Regions from separate parts of the Pan troglodytes genome. Here region 2 is linked to region 1. A link is a contact called in public Hi-C data. All regions are on one chromosome and are shown on one strand. The core of a region is the stretch at or near the end of the contact, and the rest is flanking DNA. Distances in the headings are between cores, read along the strand shown.

Region 1 (6,180 bases), core at 1,302-3,801:
CATACTTAGATCATTTCTTTCTTTTGCTCACAAGGAGCCATGTCCATAGGCAGGGTGCAGTTCCCATCCGTAACAGCAGAGGCATGAATGCACACATATCAAAAAGTCCCATCCTAATCCGAAATCTCCATCCAGTTTCTCAATTTCATCCTGATTTCATGGCACCATATACCTCTCTGTCAAAAATCTTTATCACTGTTGTAATTTTACATCTAGTTAGGTGATTCTTTGATTAATAGCAAGCAGCGACCTCCTCTTTGGGCTCTGGGCTCTATAGGGGCAGGTTTTGTTGGTCTTATCCTACCTTTAATCACTGCTGTATATCCCACACCTAGCCCAGTGCCTGGCACGGAGTAGGTGCTCCATAAGTATCTGCTGAATTAATGAACATGTGATAAAATGGTTTGACCTTAGCCAAGTCACTTCTTCTGAGCCTTTTTCTTTCCATCTCTGCTATCAGGTCTTCCATCTGCTATTCCATGATGCTGGAATAGCTCCTCACTTCCTGGAAGTGAAAGCTTTTAGTCTCTAGAAGGCCCAGGTAAAAATTCAAATCTATTACCCAAGCAAGAGTATACTAAAACAAGAGCAAATGATGGCATACAAATTGGCCAGCCACCAGGAAGCAAGGCCTTGACAATAAGCAAGGAGATATGTGTGGTTGTGGTGAGTCATGGAGGGGCCCAGCTGGAGGGACCAGGCCCTGGCATGGCTGTCAGGGCCCAGAACCCCCGGGGAACAGTACCATGGCTCAATATAGGGAGAGAAGAGGAGGGGAGAAGCAAGGAGCGTGGTATCACTTCCTAGGGCTGCCATAACAAAGTACCACAAACTAGAGGGCTTAAAGCAAAAGAAAGTTATTACCCCATAGTTTTGGAGACCAGAAGTCTGACATCAAGGCATTAGAAGGTCCATGCTCCCTACCAAGCCTTTAGAGGAGGGTCCCTCCTTGCCACTTCCAGCTTTGCATAGCTCCAGTCATTCTTTGGCTTGTGGCAGCATCACTTGAACCTCTTCCTCCATCTTTCCATGGCCAACTTCCCTTTGTATCTTTATAACATCCCCCTTCTGTGAGCCATGTCTCCTCTTACAAGGACACCAGTCATATCAGATTAGGGCCCACCCTCCTCCAATTTGACCTCATCTTAGCAGGATTACATCTGCAAGGACCTTTTTTTCCAAATAAGGTCACATTCACGGGTACCAGGGGTTGGGATTTAAACATATCTTCTGGGAGAACATAATTCAACAAATATCAGGGGTCAAAAGCAGACTCTAGTTCAGCAAACTTTTGACCACTGCTATGTGCCAGGCCTTGTGCAGGTCTAGATGAAGAAAATAAATGAATCAGATATAAATATTAATACAAAGTACAGAAAGGAGACATCACATCCTCAAAGAGGTATTTGATGCTATGAGCATTGGATGAGAAGAAGGCAAGATCATGTTCAGTCATGGAAAAAATTCAGAGGTGGTTGGGCTTCAGACACTTGTTGGAGAATAGATCAGAGTTCAACAGACGTATATGGGGACAGCAAAATGTAGTCCAGGAAAGGGAAGAGCATAAGCAGGTCATGCAGCACAGAACTGATGCTGTACCCTCTGATGGTGTGTACAGTTTTTAAGCAGAGAATCATAAAGTGATTCGATTTTGGTTTTCACAAAAATCCCAGCCAGCTCAGTAGGACATCGGAGGCCCTGACTGATCCAGTCCCTATCTAGTTACTGGTCCAGAGTGAAGTTTGTTCTGTGTGTGGTCTTAGAGGTGCCAGACATGCCAGGTCAGTACTCACTGGGTATGCGCTTGTCCTGCTGCCTAAAATCCTCCTTCCCTCCCTTGTCAGGCAAAACCCTACTTGCCTCTTATAGGTCAGCTCTGATGTCACCAGCTTGGTTTGTTGTGACTTGCAAAGCAGTGTCAGCTCACCTTTGCTACAGCACTAAAGACACCATATTGTCATTATCTGGCACAGTTTGCCTCCTCTACTAGATCAGGGGCTTCTAGGGCTCAGGTGCTGGGTCTAGTTAATTCCTATGCCACTGGTAACCAACACAAACCCTGACATGCAGCTGACATTCAGTAAACGTCACTGACCACAGTACTAAGAAAGGACAGGAGGAGATGAAACTGGACGCAGGAAGGTCCATTTAGGTGACATCTACAATAGTACTGGCAAGAGATAATAAGGCTCCTAGTACTGCATAAGGCAGAGACAAGCGGATGAAGAAGAAAGGCAGATTCCCCAGAAGCCTAGAAAGACACAGTTTATAATTCTGCCCACCACACCCTGGACATCCCTTCCTCCCCCTCCTCCTCTATCCATGTGCACACTGGTGGACATCCCTCCCTAAAGCCCCAAGGACCTGTCATGACCCAGAGCTTGTCTGCCCTAATTCTGGGCAGGAAGCACAAATGCTGCAACCCTTAGCCTGAGGCTCAGTCGGGTAAGTGTTGGGAGTTTGGCCAGCCCTCTCCAAAGCTCTCTGCTGCTAGCCCTAGGCGTCCCTTAAAGTCATTTCTTAGAGCCCAAGAAGAGCCCTGCTATGGCCCTTTGGTGGGATAAGAGCGACCCCCAGTGCTCAGGAACTTGCCCAGGCAAGCTCTTTACCTACAGGTTCTATTTAAAGGGGCAGTTTGAACCTGTAAGCAAGACCCTTGATAATTAGCCCTGTGTAGACTGGGAAAAGCCCAGTGAGTTCCTGGAAAGCAAGCCCTTCCGCCTTCAATGAAACACAAGCTGAACCAGAATCATGTAGGTGCTGGTGCCTTCTGCCTCCTCCCTTGTAGGCTGGTGCAGCCATGTGCCCCTTTTGGTGAATGAGAGCCTCCCACTAAGTACCACTGTTTTACCTTCCAAATAAATAAGGTGGCTCCATTGCACGCAGGGTGTGATGGACTTGGGCGTAGAAGGCCAGCTTTGCAGAGGCTGCTGTGGAAGTCGTATTGTCACAATTCCTACAGAACTCCAGGGAGTAGCCTACACCAACCTGACCAGCCAGGAGTAAGGGGCAACCCATGCTCCTTCTTCCTTCCCTCTCACTCTTCCATCCCCTCCAGTGCTGGCCACACACAACAGCCAGGGCTATTGCAGCTACCCAGAGGAAACAGGAAGGAGGAAGGAGGTGGTTATTGGGGGTCTCGTCATTTCAATCTGCATTCACTTCGTAGGAACACAGCCACTCCTCCCACTGGAAGACCCCAATTAGGGAAGACAGTCAAAATCAAATCGTTAGCCCTATAACTGCATTGTACATTCTCTCTCCCCCACCTCTTCTCTCTCTGTCCCTCCCTCCTTCCTTTGCTAGTATCCTTCCTTCCCTGGACTCAATCATCCTCATATTCTGTTGCCATTAGCTTTAGTTGTGGACTCCCTTTTTGTCTATTTGCAAAGACATTTTGGTATCTATTGATTGAAGGCAGGATTTTAGATACGAAGCCAAAAAGCTGTGATGAGCCTTCCCATTCTGACAATGTGATCAAGTTCTGAGTGTTGTAGAGTGAGAGAGGAAAGACAATTAGAAAACAAGGCAAGGGATGGAGGGGGCATGCGGTGGTGTCATTGGCAAATCCTCATAAGCCAAGCGGGAGGCTCCCTTGTGCTGCACAGATGTGGGTACAAAACCATCCATGGACACAGGACAGGTTCCCTCAGCAGACGTTAGCTGAGTAATTACTATGTGCGGGTCACCTTCACACCTGCACACCTTCCAGTTTATAAAGCACCCTCATGTCTCTTACTTCTTCTGGTTCTCACACCTACCTATGAGACACGTGTGATCATCCTAACCTCACTCATGAAGAGACTGGAGCCCAGAGAGGCCATGGGGAGTAGGAGGAGCCAGACGAGAATCCAGATCTTCTAATTCCTGATCCAGGGCTCTTTCCCCTGCACCAGCCACAGAGCATTGCTCTTGAAGTCACCAAATAAAACAGCCCTCAAAGTACAGCACATCTAACCAGGCTCTGCAATCGTGAATAAGTCACCTCTCTTCAAGATGGCCAGAAAGAATCTAGAGGAGGGTGACAATGACTTTGTGTTGAGGAAAGGAAGAGCAGGGACAGATTGAAATGACCTGTACTCAGCGTGGTGAGAAAGTTTAGAAGTGGCAAGCTCCAAACCTACTGTCACTTTGGGGGCTTCCACATTCAGCCCATTTAGGTATTCAAGTTAGGGGTTTCCTTTGACATTTGCAGAAGTTCATTTAGAAACAACATAGAATTTGTTACCTTATGCAGTGTTAGACTTTTGCAATTCATTTCTCTAAGTGGTCATGCTAAAAATACAGTCACAAAGGAGAAAGGAACTGAAGACATCAAATAATGCCATCTCCTTCATGCTAAAATGTTTCCAAATGATTTAGATGATGTTGTGGGTAGTAACTTATAAAATGATCTAGAATATTCTGAGAACATCCTTAACCTTTGAGATTGACAACTGGTCGGAGAGTTATGCCCTTTAATGTAACATTCCTCAATATCCTAATCAATGATAAATTCTGAGCCTAATGATCCGGGAAGGCATCTCTGACATTCTCAACTCATTCATTTCACAAATATTTTATTGAACACCTATTGTATACAGGTCTTGGGCTTGTTGCCAGGGGTACAATGGTGAACTAAGCAGACACAGTTCCTGCCCTCAACCTGCAGCAGGGTGGGAGATAGAGACACCATAATTCTAATACAAACAGATAAGCTTTGCCAAGGGAAATAAAGAAATGCTATGAGAGCCCCAAGAGGGGCACCCAACCAAGCTCAGATGGTCCAGAAAAGTTTCTTGGAATGGTTGACTTCTAAGCTGGGACCTGGAGGATGAATAGGATGTGGATACATTTGGGAGTCGGGAGACCATTCAATCCCCTATAGTGCATGTGGAGATTGGGTCCCAGCTCCCTAAGATTTCTGTTACGGGTTGCCAAGATGTCCATTTTACCAGGGTGCTTGTCTATTCCACCTGAAATTACATAAGCTACCCGGCCCTGGGCACCTGTGCAATGTTTCAGGAAGCCATAAGAAGGCAGATAGTTTTATTTTTTCAAAGCCTTTCTCACCCAGAAGGGCAGACAGGGTCTCATTATTTGTGGGGACAAGAAAGATACGTAGTAGAGGAAACATTAATTCAGCAAAAGGTTCATTCTTTTTTATGTACAAATTATGCAACATAATTGTTTTACCATGATTAATATTATTTCAGGGGCCTAACAAACACCATTTACAATGCAAATCTCCTCAAGGCTGCAGAAAGGTACCTGTAATCAGGGAGGGTGTGATGGCTGCCCAGATGGAGTGGGGACAGGATGGAGCGAGTGAGAAAGGGTCACATGGCTCATCTTTGAGCACAGCATCAGAAAGGCCAAGTGGGCATGGCGGTCTCCTCCTTGCTGCACCCAGCAAAGGCTTCAGGAGGACTTTCTGCATCTGTCAAGCATGGCCTCTGAGCTCTAAGCCAATGTCTCCATTTCTACCCTCCCTTCCTGAGGCTTCCCTTTAAAAAGTCACATGCCTTTACTCCTAACCAAGAGAAAGCCACATGACTAGGTGGTGGGAAAATGGGAAATTGGAAAATAACAACAAGGGAAAATGTGTCAAAAGTACCCATCTGTTCTAATTCATCCCATCATTAATAACGTCTCCTCCCCCTCTTCCAGAAAGAAAAAGCAGGAGGCCTCCCACTGGGCTGTGTCCCCATCTCCTGGTGCCATCGCAGGGGCTCACGTGATCTACCGCTTTGATGTGGTTTGATTCTCTAAACGTGTGATTAGCACACACTTTGTGCCACACACCCAGTTTTAGTCGTCTCTAGCACTCACCAGTTAGAAGCCCCCAAGCCCCACCACCAAATTGCCCTTGCGAGATAGCTGCTCTCTCTAACTCAGCTTCCCTAGGCAGAGGAGCTCCTGATGCTGAATGAAAAATCACCTCGCTCTGCCTATGCTCAAACAGCACAAAACACATCCTGGGAAATATCCTCTGTCACTCTGGGATACAATTTCTCCTTACCTCTTTATTCCCATTGCTTCCAATGTCCTGTGTTATAAATGTGTAAATTCGATAAGCGTGAAATTTTCCAGAGAGAGAGGGAAAAAATCATTATAGCATGGCATATATGTTGGTGAATTGTTAATTTGCTAGAGCAACAATATCACTGCGATGTTACAACTGGTTTCCTTAGTAACGTG
Region 2 (5,506 bases), core at 1,642-4,141, 470 kb before region 1:
AGTTCTATGGTGATGTGGATCCTTCAGGTCTGTCCAACAGAGAATTCAGTAAGCCTGGCTCAGTCTTAGTCTGTTGCTGCATCCTAGGGCCCTTCCCACCAAAGCAGGAGAGTGTCAAGCCCTAGCTTTATTTTTGAATAAGTTCATCTTTTTCTTTGAGACAGAGTCTTGCTCTGTCACCCAGGCTGGAGTGCAGTGGCGCGATCTTGGTTCACAGCAACCTCCGCCTCCTAGGTTCAAGCGATTCTCTTGCCTCAGCCTCTCTAGTAGCTGGAATTACAGGCGCAGAGATGGGGTTTCGCCATGTTGGCCAGGCTGGTCTCGAACTCCTGATCTCAGGCGATCCACCCCTCCTTGGCTTCTCAAAGTGCTGGGATTACAGGCATGAGCCACTGCTCCTAGCCAATCTTTTTCTGATTTCTAACTGCTTCCTGGTGCCAGGGTGGAAAAGGGCCCAGCAGGTGGAGCTGCTGCCCCTTTGCTGGGATTCCTTCTCAGGGACTTGGTGTCCACCCACCCAGCACACTTGTCTTCTTTCAAAAGTGTCCTTGTACTTAGGAAGTACTTGCATGTGTTTGCTTATTGAATTTAATGCTAGGGGGGAGAGCTCCCATGAAGAAATGGGATTTTCTCACCCTGAGTTTGAGATGAGTGTGGCCCCAGGAGGAAGACTGGGCAGGAAGGTGCTTTTCCTTCCTGTTTCTAGTGAGGACCATGCAGGGAGGTCTCTGTCACATAGCCCCAAGTTTCCCATAGGGTGGTTCCACCCAGACCTGGGAGGGGTCTCCCTCCGTGCAGCTTTAAGCATCTGTTTGTCGCTCACTGTCCTCTCCCCCATGCTGCTGACTGTGGGGCACTGAGCAGTTAGAGCTGCACGTCCTCCAGCAGGGAAGGCAGCCAACAGATGCAGACTCGCTCTGCCTACCTGTGGAGGCCGGTGAGGCCAGGGCCTGTTGGGACTTGAAACAGTGAGGCAAGTGGGTGTGTGGTGCTGGGCTCCCCGCTCAAGTTCTCCCAGCATGCCAGTTCCCGGAGCCTTATGTGCAGGGTGTTGGGGAAGGGTGGGCTGAATCGTGGGTGGGAATCTTGGCTCAAAGCCCCAGGTGAGTGGAGGAATTGGGGGTGGACCTGAAGTACTGTCTTGAGGCGGACCTGGCAGGCCTCTTGGGCTTGTGCAGCTGCCTCCCCGGGTCAGAGGGTGCGCCCTCTGTACCCAACCAGGTCTTCACAGGTCTGTCTCAGCAAAAAGTGCAGGGAAGGATCAGAGAGAAGCTGTAAAACAAAGGGAGGCAGAGCTTCCCTTCCCAAGCCTACTGCTGAGAGGTTGGAGTGTAGAGGAGGCTGCCTAGTTCATGCTTCTGCCTGTTCTTTCCTCAACTGCTCTGGCCAGAGGGAAGAACGTCTCCGCTGCTTCTCAGGCTCCCTGTAAGGAATTTCCTGGCTCCCTATTCCTGGATCCATCATCATCACATTTAGGAAGTCGTGTCCAGTCTACTTCTCCTAGGTGAAGCATACACCTAGGTCTCCTTGTTCATCTTGTCCGCTTCGTTTAATGCAAAGGGAACAAACTGCTTGGGGCTGGGGTGGTTGCACAGTCCAGCCCTGTGCTCCTGCGTGGTGGTAGGAGAGGCTCGTCCAGAACGGAGCTAAGGACCCAGCTTTTTCTAGGCAAGAGGAATATATCAAGGGAACTGCTGTGTTTGGGGGTAAGCAGAGGATGGAAAGGGCTTCCTTTCCCCTCCCTGCATCTGTCACCTGACGGCCATGCTCAGATCGGGTTAATGAAACTGTGGTGCCCCAGGCAGCTGGGCAGCACCCCCCTGCCCTGAATCAGCCTGAGTCATTTACAGCTTTCTCCCAGTTACCCCAAAGGCTTCTCTCAGAGGTGACAAATGTAGGGGGTTGGTTTCGGGTTTCATGTTTTCACATCACTGGGTGGAAAAAAGAAGAAAAAAAAACACCTTTCCAAACCAAAAAAACCAGCTTCTATAGCAGAAACAACTTGTCCCGAGAGCACTGAAAATTTCCCCATCCTCTCTCCTCATCTGCTCAGAGACACTGAGACCAGTGATGGAGGGGTTAAGGGGAGGGGTTGGAGTCAGGCTGAGTGGAGTGTTGGGGACAGCCCCTTTGGAGGTGGCAGCACCTGCCTTCCTGCTTATAGGCAGGGGAGGACCTTTGCAGGGCCCTCCAGCTCTGAAGCCTGTGGTCTCCAGTGCCCAGAGATGGATTGCCAGGGCACGGGACAGTGAACTCAGGGTGGCGAGGGACCAGGGAAGGAAGGGACCATCTCCCCTCCCTAGCTAATTTGATCCCAGGAGGTCTGGGACAGGTGTCCCTCCCTGGCAGAGGGTTCTTGAGGTGGAGTGGTAGGTGGAATATAGAAGGTCCATCTGGCACATGGAGCCTAGGGGGCAGCACCCCCTCCTCTTGCTGGCTGGTAGCATTGTAGACCACCCCAGCCCCCCGCCAGGGGCAGATGGTCTCCATAGCAGATGGAGACTAGGCTGGCAGTGGCAGGATGGGCTTTCTAGTCTCAGCCTGGCCACTCTGGCTAATAAGACAATCCGGGGGCAGTGACAGGGCTAACTGCTGGTGTGTGTGTGTGTGTGTGTGTGTGTGTGTATGTGTGTGTGTATATAGGTGTGTAGGAGAGGGAGCCCTGGCCTTATTGGGCCATTCTGGGGGAGAAGTAAAGAGGAATCCCAGACAGAGTCAGTGGATCTTTGGGGCCCCCTCAAGTTTGCTGTGTAAGCGTGGCAGGCTCTCAGTGCCTGGGCTCCTGAAGCTGCCCTGGTTCTTGTGTGAAGGGGCCGGCTCCTGGGCTGGGAGCCTCTGCTGCAGCTGGAGCCTGGACTGCTTGATTTAGACCCCCTGCCAGGTCCCCAGAGCTCAGGGCCTGGGCAGCAGCTCCTCCCAGAGGACGCGCCCGTTTATTATGCGCTCCTGCTCCCTCATGGCTCAGGCAGGCAGCGGCCTTCATTAGCGGAGGAGCTGGGGTCTGTTTTGGCTGCCTCATCAGCATCAGTGAACTGCGTCCCTGCGAGATTTGATACAATTTAATTAACCTAATTAAAAGCTCTGATTGCAGAGATGATTGGGGTAGCGCCAGCAGCGACTGCATATTTATAATGAGCTGCAAGGTGTGGGACCGCAGCCAAACGCCACGCATCCTAATGAGCGGGAGCCGGGAGCCAGGGAGCGGGAGAGGGAACGTTTATTTTTGGCAACAATGCCCAGTTCCTCCCTGCCAGGGAGTCAGAGACCCAGGGAGCAGAGACGGACCTGCCCACTGTGCTCTTCCGCACAAGGTGGAAGCAGAAATGTGTGCTCTCCACCGGTTCTAGGGCCCTTGGACGCCCCAGGAGCACACAGTGCCCGTGTTTCTGTTTGTAGAGTAGGGGGCTGGGACCCCAGCCATGCACTTTTCCTGCCTCTCATCTCTGGGAGTCAGGGGCTGCCTTCTGAACCGGGGCCTTGCTGTGAGGAAACAGGACCCAGCAGAACCACCTTGTTTCCAGGCTCCAGGATCCCTGGGCTGTTTTCTCAAACTTGCCAAGGAAGAGACAGGGGCTGGCAGGACTGAGGCTGAGAGGCTGCTTGGGAGTCAGAAAAGGGGTCTGCATATCCAGGAGTCCCAGATGAAGATCCTGGGCCTGGGACAGAAAGGAGAAACAGGAGGGGCAAAATTCCCACTCATCCTGGAAGCTGGGGACCCCTGTCCCCATCTCCTCACTCCCTTTGAGGACCCTGCCCAGGGAGGCCAGCTGCCCTGGACTCTTCCTGTCTTCTCCCACTGCCTCTGTCTGGGGAAGTCTTGGTTTGTCTGACTCAGCGTTTCCGCTGTAAATCACATCTAATAATACCGAGAGTGAGAGCTGAGACGGAGGTGCTGTGGGTGAAGGGGCACCGGGGAGGAGGGGCGCCGGGGAGGAGGGGCACGCCGCCTAGGTGCCAATGGGTGTTGTTCAGGGAGGGAGCTCTGAGGCGGCAGGAATGGGGGCTGGGCCCTGAGGAAGAAGGTGGGAGCAGCCTGCCACCCCTGCCCCCATTCCTGCTCTGGAGCTTGTGTAGGTCATGAGCTCAGCCAGGCTGGCCCAGCCCCCCAGTGCTTTGAGTGCCGCCAGGACAAGATGAGATTTGTCCCAGCCTACCTTGCAGAGTTGCAGCTGTTTAGCTCCCTTATCAATCTTCTCTGTGGGTTTAATCATCTCTCTGTCATCCTGCTGGGGCAGCCCTCCCCTAACTGAAGCCCCCAGAGGGGCTGGAGCTTCTCAGCCCCAGCTTTCCTCCAGTCCCCCTCCCCCAGACAAGCATCTTTCCCCACCTGACTTCCCTTATGGGAGACAGAGGGTGGGCCAGGGCGGCTTTGCTCCAGGTTTAGTCTCAGTGGCAGGGGTGAATGTCCTTGTGTTTGCAAGATGTAAACAGGATGAAGGGTGGGTAGAGGTGGCACTGGCAGAGAATTTGCCCCAGCTGGGTCCTCAAGGTCTTTGACTCCATTCCAGCCTGGGTAGAACAGGGCCTAGAGGTCGGCTATGAGGGCTTTCTGCCCAGAACCAGGAGATTCTTGCGTAGGTGCACGATCCTTCCCTCCTGCCAGCCCCTTAGGAGCTGCAGCCAGCCAGCCAGCTCTGGCCTCCTTCCCTGGGTGGGTCCTGTGGGGCTCAGGGGCCCGTGGGCAGTAACCACGAGCCCACGGCTTTGTGTGCATCTTGGGAAGGAGGGCGCACAGGAGTCAATGGAGCCTGTGTTGTGGTCCAGGCGGGGAGCCAGGGCGCAAGGGGTTTTGGGGCTGCCCCAGTGCTGACGTGCAAGATGACCTTCAGGGCCGCGCTTCGGCCCTCTGCTGTGCTCTCCTTCCCTGCTGAGCATCTGGAGAATGGGCAAGGAGGTGGCATGGGATGGGGTATGTGCCCCCAGAGGGAACATGAGAAAGAGGGCCCTTCTTCCCCTGCTCCCCACTCCTCACCCTAGGCCTTCTCTGTGCAAATGGAAGGCCAGCGCCTCCCCATTTCTCAGAAGGGGATGTAAAGTCCCAGAGAGGGTTGGGATCTGGCTGAACATCACCCAGCTTGTCCTCAAGGCAGGGACTGTGAGACCCCTGCAGAGGGTCCCTCAGGACGGAACCAGAGGTTCTGGAGGGCCACCAACCAGTCCTGGGCTGGAGGGGGCTTGTTAGGTTCAGCATAAGGCTGGGCTCTGGAAGACAATGGAGTGTTGATGAGGCTTCGGTCCTGGTCTCACATGACCTGACCAGGCAGGGTGGGTGGGCTGCACGTGGCTGAGTTGCCTGGGCTGACCTTTGGTCGCTGGCTAGGGAAGAGAGGAAGCCATGAAGGCTCCTGCCCACTCCATGCCCTGGGCACCCTGACACCCCCTCCCCAGGAACTGCCCTCTGGGCACACACTCTGTCTTCCACCTACCTTCTTCTTTAGTCTTTCTCTTTTCTCTGCCACGTGTAGGAGCATGTGTATAATATGTGTGTATTTGTGTGTGAAAGTAT

The links. Hi-C and Micro-C count contacts between places; a contact is called where the count stands out from the background.
Region 2: a contact with region 1 is called in a Hi-C map of induced pluripotent stem cells, with 4 times the contacts expected there. The contact joins two enhancer-like sites. A contact is called at or near these places in 3 of 7 Hi-C or Micro-C datasets (induced pluripotent stem cells and stem cell-derived neural progenitor cells) and 1 of 1 datasets of contacts at active chromatin or transcription factors (stem cell-derived excitatory neurons).

What each region holds. Positions count from the first base shown.
Region 1 is chr1:192,486,287-192,492,466 of NHGRI_mPanTro3-v2.0_pri, reverse strand. No RefSeq gene overlaps it. Among named protein-coding and RNA genes, the nearest start is that of RRAGC, 360 kb to the right of the region's middle. Within about 2 kb of position 2,551, at least 2 of the 24 cell types and tissues checked have an H3K27ac peak or open chromatin away from gene starts, as enhancers often do. A contact at or near this core is called in induced pluripotent stem cells, where this site is marked.
Region 2 is chr1:192,959,811-192,965,316 of NHGRI_mPanTro3-v2.0_pri, reverse strand. No RefSeq gene overlaps it. Among named protein-coding and RNA genes, the nearest start is that of POU3F1, 18 kb to the right of the region's middle. Within about 2 kb of position 2,891, at least 15 of the 24 cell types and tissues checked have an H3K27ac peak or open chromatin away from gene starts, as enhancers often do. A contact at or near this core is called in induced pluripotent stem cells, where this site is marked.